Linked DNA regions of Sus scrofa: region 2 is linked to region 1. Evidence: chromatin contacts called from public Hi-C data. All regions are on one chromosome and are shown on one strand. Each heading gives the region's core, a stretch centred on a gene start, on an enhancer-like site or on the middle of the called end of the contact. The rest is flanking DNA. Distances are from core to core; before and after follow the strand shown. Region 1 overlaps TCF4 (transcription factor 4). Region 2 holds the start of TCF4 (transcription factor 4).

What was found. Hi-C and Micro-C count contacts between places; a contact is called where the count stands out from the background.
Region 2: a contact with region 1 is called in a Hi-C map of fetal skeletal muscle, with 4 times the contacts expected there. The contact joins the promoter of TCF4 here to the enhancer-like site in region 1. A contact is called at or near these places in 3 of 5 promoter capture datasets (fetal liver, fetal skeletal muscle and liver), 12 of 47 Hi-C or Micro-C datasets (alveolar macrophages, brain, embryonic fibroblasts and 7 more) and 1 of 2 datasets of contacts at active chromatin or transcription factors (skeletal muscle).

The regions. Positions count from the first base shown.
Region 1 is chr1:104,721,938-104,729,293 of Sscrofa11.1, reverse strand. TCF4 (transcription factor 4) reads left to right here. Exons shown (of 20, transcript XM_021093491.1): 16 at 2,722-2,857; 17 at 4,505-4,667. Among named protein-coding and RNA genes, the nearest start is that of CCDC68, 250 kb to the right of the region's middle. Within about 2 kb of position 2,848, at least 20 of the 83 cell types and tissues checked have an H3K27ac peak or open chromatin away from gene starts, as enhancers often do. A contact at or near this core is called in brain, fetal skeletal muscle, skeletal muscle and 1 more, where this site is marked.
Region 2 is chr1:105,076,749-105,084,104 of Sscrofa11.1, reverse strand. TCF4 (transcription factor 4) reads left to right here and starts at 4,186. Exons shown (of 20, transcript XM_021093491.1): 1 at 4,186-4,746; 2 at 6,960-7,051. The coding sequence starts at 6,980. It overlaps LOC110256984 (a long non-coding RNA gene), which reads left to right. Exons shown (of 3, transcript XR_002339086.1): 3 at 1,037-1,118.

The DNA of each region.
Region 1 (7,356 bases), core at 1,599-4,098:
GGACTTATTCTATAAAACTTCCAGTATTATTTTCTCCATTTTGGATTGGAATAACTTACTCTTGATTATCCAGCTAACAAAGACCATTTACAGGTAGAATCTATGCATTATTGATTCTCACTGTGGTGTGATTTTCTCTCAGTTACACTGTCTTTCATAACAGTTGAGGCCAAGAAAATAGAAAGGCGATTGGTTGTGGGTTCTTTTACCCTCTTTTAAAAATTAAATGTAATCTAGAAAGAAAGAAAAAAAGAAGAAGAAATATTGGGGAGTAATAACTGAGTGTGTTTCAATTGCAAAGTGAAATATTAACCTTAAATTGCATCTTAGCCACCCACAAAGAAGGCTTGAGAGTTTTAATAGAATGATTCTAAAATAGAAGGAGGGTACCTCTCTGCTGTGCTCACCTTCAGTGATTCCACCTTAGAATCATCCTTTGTGGAGAGAAATTAAATCCATTGGGAATGCCAGTAACTGAGAATCAGCACTTGGGTAATTATTTATGTTAACATGGATTGACAGTCTTAAAGAGCTACCACTTGATCAAGGCCTCTAAAATGCATGCCTGCAAGTTGACATCTTAGATTGAAAGGATAGTCATCGATTGAATCTGTCTTCTAAATGCACAAATGGAAAAATAGGTTCAGAAGGAAAATAAAAACCTACACAAAGCGTGAGGAATGGTTGAAGAACTGGGCATGGTCTGCCCAGAAGAGATCAGGCTTCAGTTACAGATGAAAGACGGGAGTGGCATGGCAGTGGTGTTAAATATGTGAAAAGCACTGACACTTAGTCCATGGAACTCTGGAAACTGAAACTAGAACCAGTGGGTAGAATGTATAAAGAAGTCAACTTGTGAAAATGGAGTGAGCTGCTTTGCAAGATAATCAGGGTCTCAGTGTATTTGAAATACCTACATAGAAACTAAATAACTACTGTTCAAACTGTTCTCGGAAGGGACACGGCACACAGGTGGCAGACAGCATTAGCCTCCTCAGATGTCTCAGCTACAGCATTCCTGATGCTTCCCAGCCCTTAAATCCTTTGCCCTTCTTGCTGTATTTTATTGTAACTCTTTTATACATATACTTTATTAAAGTATAGTTGGTTTACAGTGTTGTGTTAACTTCTGCTGTACAGCAAAGTGATATAGATAAATAGATACATAGAGAGAGAGAGATAGGGAGATTCTTCTTCATGTTCTTTTCCATTACGGTTTATCACAGAATGTTGAAGATACCCTGTGCTATCCACTAGGACCTTGTCGTTTATCTATTCTATCTATAATAGTTTTGTTCTTGTTGCATTTTTGAATCTGAGCATGATGTATATGACCCTTCCCTCTCCCCCCGAATTATTTTCTTCTGTACTATTTTGGAGCATATGAAGGTGACGCTTTATACTAGGCTGCCTTGAGGTAGCACGGGCTTCCTTTGGTTCTATGAGTTGCATTGTTATCAGTTCAAATTCCTACTATTTAAAAGGAGATTCTTATCTCTTTAAAAATGTTGGGTAGCAAATGGGTGAAGATTCTGCTTTGTGGTTTTATGTTTTAGATTGGAAAAAATTATACTTTTTGATTCATAGCAGTATAAATTTATAGATAGATATTTCTAATGCTAGACCTCACTGTCCTGTGTAAATGTTCACTTAACAATAGGCCAAGAAAATAAATACCTACTTGGAAATGCCAGCAAAAACACTACTCATGTTCCTTCTGGTTTGCAAGTGCTTAATGGTCTTACTTGAAGGGGTACTCTGTAAAGTCAGCAATTGCTGTCTCAGTGCTACAAATTCAACATCTCTGGACCCCAGAGTGTAGGTGGTAGTAGTAGTTAATAAAAAGCTCAGCGGTAATTTTTGCAGACCAAGGCATCATGCTCTACTCTATAATTTTATTCTTGGAAGCCTGGAGAGTGTTCACAATATGGCGTCTTCCTAGGATCAGAATAGTGAAGGAAGAAAAAAATGGAAAAATGTCCAAACATCTTTGCATGGCAATGATGGCATTACTGGTGTGTTTAATAAAACCTTTATTGGTACATTTTCCGGTATGGTGGCATTGGCAGAAACGGTCCCCCTTTGGATTTGGAACTCAGCAGCTGATGAAATACAGTAAACATTAATTTGGAATGGGCTGCCAGTTTTGGAAAGCCAGGTGACATTTTATTATATTTGTACCGAGCAGGGGCTATGTCCCATACTGCTGTAGCTTCCGCTGTCAGAGGCTTAGCTGGCATTATGGAAAAAAAAAAATGGCAGGCCTGAGAATCTTATCCCCTGAAATGAAAGTCGAATGCCAAATTGAAATTCCTGTAGGATTTCCGATAGCAATGGGGGAATTGAGAAGCCCACAATTAAGCATATGGGCATTAAGATAATTGTCAGATCTGTTGGCGGACATGATAGAAGACAGATGGGTACGAATCAGTGCGCTCCACTGCAGCACCCTGGGAGACAATTTGACGTTTTACCTGCCTGAGCTACTCTGCCATATTTGTCACTGAATGTACAGCACGGCATCTTACGGAGCTCAAAGTGTTTTTTGCTGGGGACTCTAGGTGCATATGTGGTCCTTCAGCGCCCTCTAGTGAGATGCATTTGGGAGTATTGTTTTTCAAAGGCTAGCCTTCCTTAAGTGGGTCCTGGCTGCCCCCGGAAATAAATAGCTGGCACACCTCTGGTTCCCACTCATCTCTACAGTTCCTCTCCCCCTTGCAGGTTGGGGCCCATCGTGAAGACGGCGTGGCCCTGAGGGGCAGCCATTCTCTTGTCCCAAACCAGGTTCCAGTACCACAGCTTCCTGTCCAGTCTGCAACTTCCCCTGATTTGAACCCACCCCAGGACCCTTACAGAGGTAGGTCCGCCCCGGAGGGCCACTTCTGACCTCACTGAAACAATGGATCCAGTGTTAATCCCATGCTTACTTGGCATTCATCCCTCAGGAAGCACTGGCAGAAAACCAAGAATCCATTTTGATCCAAAAAATGGTAAGTAAATGGGCAAACGGAGCTGGCTAATTGTGTTTCTTCGGTCACTGTTTTCCTCCAGCATCCTCTGAAGTCCTACGACTATTTCAGCAGGGAATGAGACAACAGACTGATGAGAGGAAATTTTATTTTAGCTATTTCCACATTGTGCTCGTTCAGGACCTCTAATGTGGTTAGTTGCAGCCTGCACATGATATTTCCAAATGGATAGGAAGGAAGGAAATGGCTTTTGTTGTGTAAGATGGACGGAAATGCAGGTACATTTAAAACATGGAACTTGGTTGGATGATTTTTGCTCTTGAGTCATCAAGCCCCTAGGACTTGTGGCAGGACCACCTCCTACCACTGACTCCCGTCAACTTTCTGTGACCTCTGGAGGTGGTGCTGCCAGGGCAAGACCTGGGTCCCAGACTCCCCATTGACTGGCCGGCTAGGTGACTAGGGGACACTTACATAACCTCTCCTCCCCCTCCTGTTGAGAATAAAAATGATAACATTGCCGCAAGAATCAATACGGGTAAGCATTTTCCCACCTCTTAGACATTGTATGCATCTGAGTGGTAATTATGTATGTGGTATGCCTGCCCATTTTTATCTGACTAGCAATACTGTGATGGTCCTTTCTTTTAAAGAGCCTTTGGGTTTTCTTTCTCTGTCCTCGACCAGCAACCATATGAGCACAACCTGAGGATCTTGGTAAAATGCCAATTTTGATTCAGTTGGCCTGGGGTTCTGCATTTCTCTTAGGCTCCCAGGAGCATAAGGAACTCCCAGGAAATAAGAATGCTCCTGGCCCACTGACCAGATTTTGAGTGACAAGATCCTAGACTTCACAGATTACAAATAGAAGAAATAGCAAATAGACACATATCTGCCCCAGAAATGAATGATTACATTAGGGCCAGAGTAGAAAATACATTTTGCTCTTAGAAAGTTAACAGTGATAAAGCTAGTAAAGTCTTCAGTGAGCAAGTAACTGCTTTCCATATGTACCATTTTTAAATGCTGATTACTCCTGGAGGATAAGAGAAGCCTAATTTCGGAATTTCATTAGGGTATCTATTGAAGCCTTGACTGTACATATTTAGCGTACTCCCTGGGAATTATATTTTAAGGACATTTTTCTATTAAATCATTGCATATGGAAGAAACTCAATATAATAGCTGATATTTACTTGGGTTCTTAATCAGAACATTGAGGTGTGTGATTTTCATGATTATGATTTTCATTGCAATTAAGTTGATGTTTTGTAGACAGTGAAATTACCATCTACTCCAAAAGATTGCAAAATAGAATTTAACCTCAGAGCCAATGCAGGGAAAACTTGTTTCCGCAGGTGCATTTTTGAAACTTCACCAAAGAGCATGAAAAAAGTGACAGATCGCAGTTCGGCAGTCTGCACTGTGGAGCTGGCAGCTCTCCAGCCTGGGGTGTGCGTGTCTGTGCATCAAGGCTTTGGTGGCCGTGTCACCTGGTCTCTCTCTCTCTCTCTTTTTTTTTTTTTTTCCTGCAGGCATGCCGCCAGGATTGCAGGGCCAGAGTGTCTCCTCCGGCAGCTCTGAGATCAAGTCCGACGACGAGGGTGACGAAAACCTGCAAGACACGAAATCTTCCGAGGACAAGAAATTAGATGACGACAAGAAGGATATCAAATCCATTACTAGGTCAAGATCTAGGTAACAGTATATAATACTGTCGCTTCATTTAATTCCTTTATTGGACTTTGATGAAGTGAACAGAACGGGAAGAAACTATTCTGTTTTTTCCTGGCAGGTAAATCTGCAGCTGAAAAGAAAAACGAAAGGCTTACTCTAGAGACCGAGCATCGTTTGAGATGCCTATACTCTAGGAAAGCTGAAACTGTCTTTGCATTTATGAATTTGGACCCAGGGCTGATAATGACACACGGCAAAAACAATTTGTAATTGATTCAAATGCAAGCAGTCGATTTGTAAAACTATGCTTAATTCTACAAATTTGGTCAGAAATGTTCTTCTGAAAATATTTCTTAAAAGAAATCTTAGCCAAGATGAAAGCTCAATTGATGTACATGCAACTGTAACTTTTTTCTTACCTCAGAAGTAGAAAAGTACTGATTTTCCAGCTTTATCCTAAACATGTTTAGATATAGAAGAGCAATATCTAAATTGCTCCTTTTTTTTTTTTTTTTTTTCCCCTCCTGGCTACTCCATTCTACAGAAAATGCAACAATGCAGGAAAATAGTTTCTGATTGGTTTTCCTAAGTCCCCAATATCTTTACATTAGAATCTGTCTCCTTGGACTTTAATCTGATAATCAGATTTTTTTATATATATATCATGATACCCATGTTCTTTGCCTTAGTTCCCTTGGATTGTTTTTATTTGCAAACTAAATGAATTGTACTAAGACGATACCTCCCTTTTAAAGGCTGTCATTCTCAAGGTTGAACCTGCTGTCCTGTAGGAGTTAAGAAGATGCCACCTTTTCATTTAATTCCTTTATTGGACTTTGATGTGCCTTTATAGTGCTGTTATAATTTCTGAGATAAATTTTGTTATAAATTCAACCACAGTTTCAAAAAGTCTGGAAGCATCAAGCTTACACCTTTTCACCATTACTAGAGTTTCCTGACTCCTGGCCACGGTAGTAAGACATCCCAAGGAGGGCATTTTACATCCTTAGCAACTTCTTTGTTAGTTCACTCAGCTGTTGGTAACTTAACTAGTGACCATAACACGTGCATATCAATGGATTCTTTTGAAGTTTCAGTACAGCATTTTAACTCACTGTTAAGAATCTTCTTCTTTTAAAAGGTCACTCTTTGGACATTTACTTTAGGCCTCCAAAACTGTGGTGTAAATTGGACATTTACTTCAGGCCTCCAAAACTGTGGTGTAAAGCAATGCTTTCCTTTTCTAGGCAGTTTTGTTCACTTCACCACCTTAGTTATAAGTGGAGAATCAATTCTGATTGGCTATTGGCCTGAATACCTTTGGAAAACAAGTTCCCATTTCGAGGCCCACTTTGGAAAAGGCATGGCACATGTTCACTGTGTAAAAACCTTACCCAAATTGTTAACTTCAGGACAGGACCGGCAGAAACTCGACTCTGTTCTCTTTTCCCTCATTACAGCCTATTTGTGACATGGAACGTGGACATGAATTGATAGTAACCTTGATTTCCTTGGCATCAGCAGAGGTCATGGGTGGGAGAGAGAGAGGGAGACTGGCAGGGGAAGTGAGGAGAATCAGATGGCAGAGAAAGGGAGCACTTTCCAGTGGGTTCAGTTCAGTGTTCATCCCCACACCTCCTAGGCAGACAGTCCCATCTGGAAGGGAGTTTAACCTGCGGGAAGATGAGCCAAGTCTTCCAGCATCTTTCCTTGCTGGCTTCTTCCCTCCTTCCCTTACAAGTGTTCTTGGCTTACTTAGCTTGTGCTACAACCCAAGAACACCGCTCCATTTCTGACTGACTGGGGCTTCTCTGTCCTAGTGGATTCTTATTGCAATGTGGAAGTTACCCAGAGGTTCTCCAGGGGAAGACTCGGAGCTGTGCATTTTAAGCCAATATTCATTATGTGTACATTAAATTGAGTAGATAACCTCCCCTGTGTTCCTCCACCTTTGAAAGGTTGTGATTATCATCTCTATTCTGTGCCCATTTCAGATTCATGGGATTTTAACGTAGAAGCTAACCTGGATAGTCCTTGAGTTCAGTTAAGGACTGAATTTAGGTTAATTCGCATCCTCCATGTTGTTTCTTGAGATGGAGACTCTGTTTTTTTGAATGAAGTTTACTTCTTCTTTTATATCTCTCAAACCCCCCCCAAAGCTTTTCACTTGTGTTCATTCAGACTGTTCCCCTCGAAGAGTTCTCTTTCTCTCCTACCTTCCCGAGGCAAGACATCTCCCACACCTCTCTTTTTGACGTGATCACCCAGGAACTATTTAAAGCCTTGATGCCGTGAAATCTTCCTGCTATGACATGCTTTCCAGGCGGCTTATCATTCCTATTCCCCCACCCCACCCCCATTCAAAAGTTTCTAATTTGTCAGCATGACACCCAGAAACAGAAGTCATCTCATCTTTCCAGATGCCTGGCTCCAACCATGCCTTTGATAACAATCATATAATATTTCTATTCTCACAATCAAAGATCAGCTTTTTGACTTCATTTCTGACTCACAACAAGGTCATGGTCATTGATCACCAGTATGTGTTTGGGTTGGGTCAGGTTTTGTTTGTTTTGCATGTAACTCTTATCAGCTCAGGTTTCCCCAACTTGATTGGAGGATCGTAAACATCTATAATGTTAAAGGCCAGGGAGATCATGTTTCAATACATGGAGAAAGTGAGGCCCCACATACATTTAGTGGACTCACC
Region 2 (7,356 bases), core at 2,937-5,436, 350 kb before region 1:
TGGCACGTGTCACTGAGCTGTAAGCAGGAGCATAGGCCACCTGTGTTTAAATCTCAGCTCTGCCATATAATAGCAGTGTGACCTCAGGAAATTTGTTGTGCCTTCAAGCCTCAATTTCTAAATCTTGGAAATGTTATAATAGTGAAGCGATACAATGACACCACCTTTTATTATATTCATAATAATGAAGAGGCTGTCCCCGTGGTTTGGCAATTTAAGGCAATTATCCTTGCTATCTTTTGGGTCTGGGATTCAGATGTCAAGGGGCCAGTGGTCTGTTGCAAATCAAACTGAATATTCACCAGCAACATTTACCAACAGTGAAATCAAGCTAAAAATGAAACCTTAAGAGAAACTGGTTTGAAATTCTTCATTCCCTTAACAAATAATAATATAACTATTATTATGTGCCAGACACATAGAGGGTACATAGGGGGAACAAGGTTCATTTGTCCCTGCATTTTTGTATCTATAGTCTGCTGGGAGAGATGGGCAGTATAGAAGTAAATATATCAACAAAAGGATCCCAACTGGGGCAGTTTCCACAAAGGACACAAAAATGAATGGGTGGCAGAGAATAATAAGATGGGGTGCTTAATTTAGGCAGAATGGTTAGAAATGACTCCAGGAGAAGGTGATATTTAAACTGACACTAGGAGAACAATAAGGAGCCAGCCTATGAACAACCAAGGGAAAGAATCATAGGACCTGCAAATGCAAAGGCCCTGGGGTATGCGGGACTGTTTGTGTATCATAAAGCTCTGGACTTCTTTCACTCACACCAACTGGATCCTTCCCCTTCTATCCTAACAGCTGCTTTTCTGACTCAGCTTCGCAGTATGTTTGTGGCTCCAGTTTGGGGTCCTGGAGGGTTGTGCCCTTTTGATACATCAACCTCAAAATATGCTAGGATAGCCCTCCCTTTCCCACACATCTGCCACAGGCTGTATCTTGCTTACGATGACTTCGCCATTCCATCAAGGTTGCCTTTGACAATTATATCATTCTGATTTCTTTACCTCTGTTTTTGCCTCAGGTCCTGAGAGAATAGCTGCTGACATAGGAAGACACCCAAAAATTATTTGCTGAATTTTGAGATGAATTTCATTAGATCATCAAAGATCTGATTGTGTGTGTATGTGGTTTTGTCTGCTTATTTATTATAAACCTGGAGAGGAGAAAACTGGATGAATTTGAAGGAGAATGTCATGACATTCTGGACTGCCACTCAGTTCTTAGAGGGCTACTCCAGGCTCTGTAACTCATTAGCAATGTGACCCAGGATGAGCCATTCCACTTGAGTCTTGACATCTTTCACTCAAATGAAGGGTTTGGTCCAGGCACCCTTCAATGTCTGTTCTTTACTATGACTCACTGGGTTTCAATACTTGCCACTCCTTCCACACTCCTATGAAAGAAATACTATCTTTAGGCATCAACTCCCTTTATGCAATAGTGATGCCTCACATTGGATTGGAATTTGTCATTTGCAGAGCACTTTCATCTCCACTACTGCATTTGATTTTAAGCAGTCAGATAATGTATTGAGGACAAGTTAATTTTTTTATGTCTGACAAGATGTGAAACTTGCCCAAGGTTACAATGGGTGAAAAAAGGGGAATGACAATGTACATACGCTCCTGACTATACGGCACAGTAAATTAGATAGAATCTCTGGCCCAAGGGAGTGGAACAAATTGTTGACCCCTTTAAGAGTAGTCACTACTTTTTTTTTGAATGATAAGGACTGTTCTGAAATGCTGAAATTCAAAGCTCTTTTCGTTGTTGCTGTTTTCTAGTTAAAGTGTTTGGTTGTAAGGATCAGAAAAGTACTCAGGTTAGCTCAGTTAGGAAAGGGGAGTGGTTCAGGGGTCAGTTATCTTTGGACAGGAGGTAAGTTAATCCTCAAATAATTGGGAAAGTATCAATAAGCATTTCTTCCCAGGACTAAATTGTCTGCTTTTCTCCCCAAACTTCCAAAATCTTTCTTTCTCATCTGAAGAGAAGTTTCCTCTGCTTAGTCATACTTTTTGTTTCCCCATAACCATGGCTCTCACATGGCTTGGCTTCCTGGCACCACAGCCCGGGTCAGCTGACTCCAACATCTTAGATCCATCACTCACTATAGACACTGCCAATCTCTTCCTCTTTTAGTTCCGATGGTCCAGTCAACTCAGGTGGGTGGGGCTGGGTCAGAAAAGAGTCATGCGATACCCCCATCAAGTTCTACCGTTATTATCGGGATTTATGAACAGGTTCCTAGGGAAAGGATTCTGTAGGTGATGGAGCAGCTACCCCAAAACATATCTGCTACATTTCCCTTTCTATCTTAAGTTCCTCTGGATTCTATCGTCTTCTAAGGTACCACCAGTCTTCATAAGCATACTTATTCTTCTGATGTTTCAGGGAAAAAAAAAAAAATTCAAATCTGTCCCTTAGTTAAAAAATAGGAAGAACAGTTGCATGGTTTTCTGACTGTAGGGTGCAGTTAAAAAAAAATCAGTAGCCAGCAACTGGGGTGCATTTAGGTCCTAGATGCTCCTCCCATTGATTTCTGGATGGATATATTCCTCTTGAAATTCAAGGGAAGGGGGAATCTTAAAATTTGGAAACTAGAAGGAATCTTATGGGATTATCTAATCTGTTCTCTGCATTTAACAGTAAAAGATACTGACATCAAGCCTTAGGTCCCAGGGCTGATTAGAGGTAGAGCCAGTAGAATATTTCTCCTAAACAAACGTTTGTGATTTTGATTACATCATCTCAGTGTAGCCGATAGAGAATCTGAGAATCAGAGATAGTGCTTGTGATAATGCAGCATAAAGTAGTGTCTAAATGTAAAATTTTATTTTAAGATAAGAACACGGAATGGGTAGGAAAGACAGAGATCTGCACAGTGTGTGAAGAGACAGGAAACAACCTATAAATGCCCCAATTCTTGTTCCCTAAAATTTGCATATGAACAAAAGATCATGAAAATTGATCAGAACTCTTGTCACTGGCACAGAATTGCATTGCATCAGAAAATGGAGATTAGGACGTTCCCATTGCCAGATGGTATAGGAATGTGGCTGGATGTTGACTCTAATTGAAGACAGCCTGCCTTCCAAGGTGGGCGCTATCACTTAATAAAGTTGTGTAATTTAGGCAAGTTTGTACCACTTCCTAAATGGCCCTGGGTCAAGTAGTAGCACAAACTCCACAGAGTCACTCTCAGGATTGAAACAGCTAATATTTGAGAAATTCTTAGAACAGTGTCTGGCACATAGTAAACATGTAAGTGCTAACCTGTCATCATTACTTGCATTTCTCCAGTGGGAGGACTAAAAGCTATTATTTTGGAGTAATCTCCATTTCAAATCCCATGGGCTAGATTAGAGATATCAGTTGGTTTAGCGAGGAATTAGAGATGGAAAGGGAAGATTTCTTTCGGGGCGGCTCTATCTTTATCCTTCTAAGTCGTAGGAAATTCATAAAGCGGGCGTTTGTTATTTGCATTGCACAGACCAGAAAACTGGCTAGAGAAGGTAGAACTCTGGGCCAGAACTACACGTTGAGTAAGGAGTGGGTCACGGTAAAACTGGTCTCAGTTTAAAGGGAGTAAAGGAACATCTTCTCCCAGTAGACTTCTGGACTTGAAAAGTTCTCACTTTTCCGGGGGTGCCTAGAAAAAAGGGTGAGGGCCCTGCAGGAGAGGACCCACATTGCTCTCGAAGCCCAGGCGCTACAACTTGGCTCAGTGGCCTCTTTCTGCGTCACCCACGCCTCGCTAAGAGCACCAGCTTCACTTTGCAGGAGATCCAGGCTCGACCTTTCCGTTGGGGAGGCCGATGTGGCCTCTCTCGGCCTCCCTTTCCCGATCCTCCCTCAGGGTATCTGACTCCTCTGTGCAAGTCTTAAAGAGTTTAATTACTTAATTGATTTGCAAACTACACTTTGGAGTCAAAGAACTGAGAAGGGAAAGCACCGGGAACTTTAAGCAACGCGCAGGAGCACAGGGCCCGCGAATGGCTCCAGCCTCGGGAGCCCTGGCAGTTCAGCCCTCACGCGCGACGCCGGCCTGAATCCAGCCACCCACCTCCCGTTCCGGAGGAGGCGTGGCCCGCACGCGCCGCCATCTTGATCGCCTCTCTAGGCGCTCTGTTTACTACTCTATGGTCGCCCGCTCCCGCCCCGCCCCTCCCCAGTCATTGTCTGGAGGAGCAGCCGCGGCCGCAGCGCCTTCTCTTTATAAGCCCGCAGTGCCCGGATGTGAATGGATTACAATGTATCTTTCAGGGAAACCTATTATTATCAATGTGACTCCACAGGGGAGTCAATGGTGATGATGATGAGGAGGAGGAGGATGATGATGATGAGACACCTCTAAACTTGGAACAAGTTTAAGACTTTATAAGAGGAGAAGAAAAAAAAGCACCACCAAGACTTGTTTGAGGAAAAATCATAACTATCCTGTATTGCTATTTTTTATAAACAATAAGAAAAAGTTGTCGGATTTTTTTTTTTAATGATTTCTTTTTGGGGGGAGGGAATTTTGTTGCAGTTTTATGGTGGAAAATGCAAAAACCAGAGCCAGGTGCATAATCTTGTATTTTGTGGATATCCCTGGAGCAGAACTGAGTACCAGTTAAAATACTTTTTTGGGGGATACACATGTGAGATACTAAGTACTTGCAGAAGATTTTTGTCTCTCTTTTTAAAGTCACTTTCCTTGGAATATTGTGAGAATATTTGTGGCCATTTAAGGTAACGTTACAATTTGCTGTCAGAGTAAACTGTTTGTAATTGAATTTAATTTTTAAAATGTAGATCCCAGTGTTTAATTAAAACAAAAGGAACGACCTATTAAATAATTGCCAATGAGAAAAAGTGTGTGCATGCATTCTGTGTATGTACTCGCACCTCTAGCAATAACAGGGTTTATAAAGTGTGTGTTTTAACCCATGTTAAAATAGCGTATGTTGGATATACTTGATAAAGCACGTTTGTTATTATGAAACGATAGATTTGTGCAGCTTAATTTTAATCCTAAAAAGTGATGTGAAAAAAAGTATGTTTTAAGAGCATGCAGGGCCTGTAATGGTAAATGTTGAATTAAAAACTTAAAGTGCTGGCGAACGAGGGCTTAGCGTGCCTAGGAACTCAAGTGTAAAAACAAAACAACACCAACCCTCAAAAATTGTCTTTTATTTATTTATTTATTTTTTGGCGAAGTTAGCAGTTATACTATTCTGTGACTTTACAGGGAGGGGAAAGAAAGTATGTAATTTAGGTTTCGCCCCCAACGCAGAAGTACCGACATGAAAATCTCCCCAGCAAAATGTGGCTTGGTTTATATCTAGAAAAAGAAAAATATTGTTCCTCTTGGCAAAGTCTTTTTGCATCACGTGTATTTGCAGCCTAGTATAAACTTGCTTTGCCGTGTGTGTGGATGTGTGAGTGAGAGGGAACGAGAGTCAGAGAAAGAAAGAAGTGAGGGGATGTAAACTCGAATAAATTTCAAAGTGCCTCCGATGGATGAAACGGGCAAAAACTGAACTGTTCAGGCTTCAGATTGTAACTGACGATCTGAGGGAAAATGAGGTGCTCGATGAAATTTCGTTTGTATTTTTTTTTTTTTTTTCTTTTGCGAGGCGGGGGAGGTGTTGAGATTTTTTTTTTTCCCCTCGGGGGGGTGGGGGTGCATCCCATCCACTCCGACCCGAGCGAGCCGCGTCTCCCCGCCGGAGCCCCCCCACCCATTTCTTTGCTGAACTTGCAATTCCGTGCGCCTCGGCGTGTTTCCCCCTCCCCCCCTTCCCTCGTCCCCTCCCCTCCCCGGAGAAGAGAGTTGGTGTTAAGAGTCAGGGATCTTGGCTGTGTGTCTGCGGATCTGTAGTGGCGGCGGCGGCGGCGGCGGCGGGGAAGGAGCAGGAGCGGGCGCGGGCGCAGGCGGAGGAGGTGGTGGCGGTGGAGGCAGTGGTTAGACATGAACGCCGCCTCGGCGCCGGCGGTGCACGGAGAGCCCCTTCTCGCGCGCGGGCGGTAGGTACCGGCGCCGGCAGGGCTCGGCGGGGCCGGTGCGCGGGGCTGCGCGGGGCTCGGGCTCGGCGGCCCCGCACGCGGCTCCGCGCCTACCGAGCCGCGGGCTCCCGGCTCCTGGCGCTCCCGGCTCCCGGCGCTCCCACTGGAGACACCCCTTCCCCTCCCGCGCCTCTTCCCTCCCCCTCATGTCTAACCCCCCCTGGCCCCCCCTCCCCGGTAATGACACTTGGAAGGACCGACGACTTTGCCAGGGGCCTGACTTTAATTTTTACAACCCTTTCTTTCACAAATTAGGGTGCTGGACAATTACAGGACCCGACCCTCCACTCCGCTCCCCCCCCTTTCGCCGACCCTGTCACCCCTCCCCCTTTGGACGTGTTTTCACTCCAGAGACGCTCATCTTTAATTTCTTTATAGCTACTTTGAAACGCAGAGGGGAGTGGTGTGTGTGTGTGTGTGTGCGCGCGCGTGTGTGCGTGTGCGAGTGTGTGTGAGGGGGGTGGGGTGGAGGGTGGGGGGGAAAGTTGAGACCGGATCGTTCTGAGTAGTTTCTCTTTTCTCTGTGATCCATTCATTTCTCGCTCTACCTCCTGTTGCATAAAATGATGCGCTGAAGAGCGGCTTTTTTTTTCCCCTTCCCGGATTTGGTTTTATAGTGGATGTTACCAGTTTTGATCGTCTCTTTGGAAATACAATATCAATATCGCCTTTTTTTTTTTTTTTTTTTTTTTTGCTATTGCTGCCTATTCCATCTTAAAAAAAAAAGAAAAACCAAAAAAAAAAAAAACCCTCTTCCATCCCTCCCCCCTTTCCACCTTAATCCCACCCGCCCCCACACCCCCACTCCTAAACCCCCCAGTCTCCAAAAATCCGATTGTGTTTTCTCCAAGGATTGGGACTGGATTTTCTGATTGCGGTTATTTCCATGTTTCTAGGTTTGTGTGATTTTGCTAAAATGCATCACCAACAGCGAATGGCTGCCTTAGGGACGGACAAAGAGCTGAGTGATTTACTGGATTTCAGTGCGGTAAGAAAGAACGGTGGAAACTAACAACAGCTGTGAAACAAAACAAAACAAAACCAAAAAACCCAAACACTTGAGCTAGAAACCAGTAGTAATCTAAAGGACAGGGATAATTTTTAATTGGCTGAATCCTTGGTAAACATGAAGGTCTTTTTGATAAAGTTTTTAACTACAATTTTTGGGTGTGTTGGACGAATTAGGCTTTTTTTCGGAGTCTAATTACTTGCCTGGAATTCCCTACCTACTGAGCCCCCCCAAATAATGGAGTCTCACCCCAAGGAAAGGGAAAACCAGACACCCCTAAAACT